2 separate regions of the Gasterosteus aculeatus genome follow, and region 2 is linked to region 1. A link is a contact called in public Hi-C data. All regions are on one chromosome and are shown on one strand. Each heading gives the region's core, a stretch centred on a gene start, on an enhancer-like site or on the middle of the called end of the contact. The rest is flanking DNA. Distances are from core to core; before and after follow the strand shown. Region 1 overlaps herc1 (HECT and RLD domain containing E3 ubiquitin protein ligase family member 1). Region 2 holds the start of herc1 (HECT and RLD domain containing E3 ubiquitin protein ligase family member 1).

Region 1 (2,531 bases), core at 9-2,508:
AAAACAACAACTATATTAGTCACATTGAGGGTGTGACTAATTAACAACACAATAATGGAAAATACTCATTGTGGAAGTGAATACAGTCTTAAAAAGGCTAGAGGAGCAGCTACCAGCACCCTAATAATGCAGAGCAATCTGAATTTGAGATCTGGCTAACAGCTGTTATCTCTTGGGCTTTTATTGTGAAAGGTCAATGCAATCGTCATATCTGCATTAAAGAGTTCATCGGAGCCTGTGAGAGCAGCGGGGGGGGGGTCACGTACCTTCCACTGGTAGCACCCGGAGGAGACGCCGGTGGAGGCCAGGCCGTAGCCTTTGCCCCCGCTGCCGTGCGTCAGGCCCTGGCCGTTCTCCACCACGCAGCACTGGGCCTTCTCCGGGTCGAAGGACACCTCCTGGATGGGGAGGTTCTCGTCCTCCTCCTCCGACTCGCCCTGCTAAGTGGGGGAGGAGGAACAGTCACAACTGCGGAAGAGGGAGTCTGGGAGGGGAGCGGGTGGTGGTGGGGGGGCGATTACCACACCTGCAGCTTGAGCTCCTGGACCTTTTCTTTAACCTGGACCGAGTGCTTGGCCTGGGCGACGGGCGCCTCCCACATGCAGTCGGACAGAAGGGCGAAGAGCCGCTCCACCACCTGCGGGAGGAAACAAGACTCCGTCAGCTCGGCGCACGCCACCGACGACTCGCACGCTCAGAGGCGAAGAAGGCCGACCTGAGTGGTTTGTTCGTCCTCCATGTCGGCCTCGCAGGCGGGAAGGACGGCCTCCAGCACGTGGAGGGCCAGGAGCCGAGTTCTCAGGTTGCCCACCAGAGGGACCCCTAGAAACCAAACAGCCCCCCCCCAGTGTGGATGAGTATCTCCGCCTGGCCACATGAGGCACAGCGCTCCCCCCCCCTCCCTCCCGCCCCTCAGTGCTGGTTGTACCTGAGCAGCATTTCTGCGCCGCGATGTTGAGGAGCACTTCGGTCCATTTGGGGGAGGCCATCTGGGACTGGATGGCCTTGGAGGAGACCACCCTCCGGAGAAAGACCAGGAAGTCTCCGAGGTGCAGCTCTGCCGTGTGCTGCCTGCGGATCAGCGCTGGGGGGCGAGACGAGGAACGACCTTCGGTTACCAATCATAAAAAACTAACGACTCACTGGAGGCGGGAAAAGGGACGACCAACATTTTCCAATGTTTTACCCATGTACTATCAATGTACTATCAATGTACTGTCAAGGTACTATCGATGTACTATCGAGGTACTATCAAGGTACTATCGATGCACTATCCCTGTACTATCAACTACTACTTGTGTATCATCCATGTGCCGTCCCTGTAGTATTCATTTATGATTCAAGTATAATCTGTATACTATCCATGTATTATGCAGGTACTCTCAAGACCGAAACGTCCTCACCTCTCAAGTCTCTCTTCTCAGAGTCCGCCGCGTCCTCCTCTTTGCTGTCGTCTTGTTCTTTTCCAGAAGAGAGCAGACTGCCTCCGGCCTGAGACAGCAGGTTCTTCAGCTGGCTGCAGAGAAGGTCCAGCAGCGACTGGACCACTTTGGGACCCAGCTTGTCCGCGTACGTCCTGCGAGTCCAAAGAGAGGGGTTCTGTTGATGCGATCTTTGGGTTCACACAGCACATACTTAATCCCCCCCCCTCCCCCCAGCGCCTCTTACCCGGTGCTGATGGCCAGTATCTGCAGCAGGCGGGTGGAGGCCACCTTGAGGGCGGTGCTGAGCTGAGACACTCCGGGTTTCTGCAGCAGCTGCAGCGGCTGTCCCAGCATCGTCTCCGTCCCGCACAGCTGGGACAGCACACTGAGCAGCCCGCTGGAGATGGCCAGGGACACGTCCACCGGCTGGTAGCGGACGCTCAGCGCGAAGACGGTGACCAGCAGGAGGCGCTGCTGAGCTTCTGGGGACGGGGGAGAGAGCATCAGACGCGGTGTAGTTTGGTTTGTGAACGACTTGATGTCTACAGCAGCACAGAACTAAAGGCTTTCTAACTCTTCTAATAAACCTCCAGTGAAATAACGCAAACCAATAGAACCGCTTCACGTGAACAAGTGAAAGACGATCGCTGGGACTTAAGTGAAGTTAAGTGATGAGCTTCTTTTATTTGTAGATTTCACAAGCTGAATAACTGCATCCTGATAAATGTCACCTATGTGGTGCTTGTTGGCCTGCAGTGCTCGCTCCAGGGTGACGGACAGCTGCTGGTAGATCTTATGAACAGCGGTCTGGATCTCCATCTGGAGGCTCCTCTTTGCTGCTTTTACACCATCCTGCAGAGAGGAAGTGAACACACAGTTAACGTGCCCACAACGACATTACAGGGAACCAAGAGGCAACCTCGGTTCTTTAAAGTAGTCAAAGCGAATGTGATAATGCTGCATTCTCTGTAGTGACCAGCAGGTCTATGAGGAAATGATTCTACTCCTCTGTATTTATTCCCTCAGTAAACATTGTAAACATGAGTTTATGGTCTCAGTCTCTAGTTTCAAGTCTTCTTCAATACAGCGTGATGTTCATTTAGAACA
Region 2 (2,531 bases), core at 16-2,515, 40 kb after region 1:
CATGGTCTCACCCTCTCATGCTGATCACTCTACATGGTCTCACGCTCTCATGTTGATCACATCTCTACATGGTCTCACGCTATAATGTTGATCACATCTCTACATGGTCTCACCCTCTCATATTGATCACATCTCTACATGGTCTCACCCTCTCATATTGATCACATCTCTACATGGTCTCACCCTCTCGTGCTGATATATTTCTACATGGTCTCACCCTCTCATGCTGATATATCTCTACATGGTCGCACCCTCTCATGTTGATCACATCTCTACATGGTCTCACCCTCTCATGCTGATATATCTCTACATGGTCTCACCCTCATGTTGATATCACATCTCTACATGGTCTCACCCTCTCATGCTGATATATCTCTACATGGTCTCACCCTCTCATGCTGATACGGACAGGTTCACGATGCGAACATTGATTTACTTTCGGTTTTATCTGAGGTCGTTAGCCCTTAACTAACCAGAGGGTTAGCTAACCACTTACATCAGACCGCTATCTTTGAGCTAACCCGCTTGTTGTGTCAGATTAGAAGGGGCGAGATTCCCTGTTATGATAAGCACCGACGGCTAACCGGGTTCACAAACATCACTGACATCCACAGCGTGACATTTACAAACACACCACGGTTACAGTGACGTTATTAAATGTAGTTAGTAACAGTTAATGTTAGTGTGTTTTGTAACCGCTGTCAACCGACGCCACTGTTAATGTTAGCTAGCTAGCGTTAGCTAACTTTCCTCACGTCACTCAGCTAGCAGAGCGCAACACACCTAAGCACGGACGCGATACCGAGCAGGTACGACAGCGAGGTGACAGTCGAGTTACCGCGGTCAGTCGCATCCCCATCCCGACGAAGCCAATTCAGCTCCAGAACTAAGACTGGCTTATCTGCTGTACCGTGGCTAGGTTAGCATGCTAGCTACCGCTCTCTGGTTAGCCTGAATAAATATAAAATAGCACCAACTGGCTCACCGGTTAAACTGCCAACGGGCCTGTCCTCGTAGGTGCGTTGTGTTTCACGCTGCGGGCGTCACGAACACTCCGGTGTTGGTAAACGTTACGGTGAAAGGAGACATGCGCGGGTGTGTTTCCATGCCTCTCCCGAACCGCCTCTCCCCTTCCACTGCAGCTAACGGCAGGTCCGCGTACACGCGCACACACGCAGGGCTGCGGGCTGCCTGATCCGTCCGTCCGTCCGTCAGCCTGTCTGCTTGCTTGCCTGTCTGTCTGTCTGTTTTCCTGCCTGTCTGTCTATGAGCCACATTCACGCCCACGTGGACAAAGGGATCAATAAGTGATGCCATCTGCTTTAATGTCGTAATTCCTAATTCCTGATTCTGTCATTTCACTTTCCCCAAGAGGGTTGAACGTATTTATGAATTGTTGCACAAATCCAAAGACATGTCGGATTCTGGAAGTGAGGAAGATGAGCTTCCTTTGTGTATATTCAGTTATACTATGGTGTAAAAACAACACCCTAAAGAACGATTCCTCTCACACTCATGAACATATTATACACCGGGATTGTGATAAATACAACATTTAATACATATATAACTATCTTTTTATATCCATGTATCATACATACATACATACATACATATGTCTGGTTGTATATATGAACATATAGAATATAGTTGCTTGGGTTTTGAGTAATGAGTCATAATGAATACATAATATAACAACCAGGCCCCCAGCTAAAGAATAAGAAGCTTTCTGTGGTAGGAGACACTACCACGTTAGTCCTCAAGGGGCACTACAATCAACAATAAATACAAGTTCTTGTAGTAAATATGGAAAAGGCCACTTCATCTTCTCCAGAATGACGTTACTCAGTAAAAGTTATGGTGAGCGCTTTTTGAACATTTCCTTATTTAACTAACTATCCGGTCAGATAACATCATCAAAAATCCAATACAAGAAAAACGTTGTGCATCATTTCTGATTTCTGTCTTTGAGCACCAAGCATCATGATGTAGACACAGAGTCCACCTCCTGTGGTGCGATCAGAATCCATCTCCTCTGGTCCAATCGGAGTCCATCTTCTCTGGACCAATCAGAGTCCATCTTCTCTGGACCAATCAGAGTCCATCTTCTCTGGACCAATCAGAGTCCATCTTCTCTGGACCAATCAGAGTCCATCTTCTCTGGACCAATCAGAGTCCATCTTCTCTGGACCAATCAGAGTCCATCTTCTCTGGACCAATCAGAGTCCATCTTCTCTGGACCAATCAGAGTCCATCTTCTCTGGACCAATCAGAGTCCATCTTCTCTGGACCAATCAGAGTCCATCTTCTCTGGACCAATCAGAGTCCTGCTCTGTGTCCTGGTGTCCACCATCAGGAGCAGCTTGAATGGATCTGCGTCTCGGTGAAGACGTGAACTCAACAGTCACGGACCTCCCGCTGTCATCCTTCCAGCAAGCCAGGGGCATGCTGGGTAGTGGAGTAGCCTCAGGTGCTAGCTGGGTTAGCTTTGCTTCTATCTGGGCTCTCCTCCCAGTTTGGTGGCGTTTGGT

The links. Hi-C and Micro-C count contacts between places; a contact is called where the count stands out from the background.
Region 2: a contact with region 1 is called in a Hi-C map of skeletal muscle, with 2.9 times the contacts expected there. The contact joins the promoter of herc1 here to the enhancer-like site in region 1. A contact is called at or near these places in 3 of 6 Hi-C or Micro-C datasets (skeletal muscle and whole body).

The regions. Positions count from the first base shown.
Region 1 is chr12:23,275,458-23,277,988 of fGasAcu3.hap1.1, forward strand. herc1 (HECT and RLD domain containing E3 ubiquitin protein ligase family member 1) reads right to left here. Exons shown (of 79, transcript XM_078085889.1): 28 at 2,156-2,276; 29 at 1,669-1,906; 30 at 1,404-1,576; 31 at 929-1,084; 32 at 716-822; 33 at 527-637; 34 at 267-440. Among protein-coding and RNA genes, the nearest start is that of LOC144385366, 25 kb to the left of the region's middle. Within about 2 kb of position 1,259, at least 2 of the 9 cell types and tissues checked have open chromatin away from gene starts, as enhancers often do.
Region 2 is chr12:23,315,064-23,317,594 of fGasAcu3.hap1.1, forward strand. It overlaps herc1 (HECT and RLD domain containing E3 ubiquitin protein ligase family member 1), which reads right to left and starts at 1,266. Exons shown (of 79, transcript XM_078085889.1): 1 at 986-1,266. It overlaps dapk2a (death-associated protein kinase 2a), which reads right to left. Exons shown (of 9, transcript XM_078085894.1): 9 at 1,538-2,531.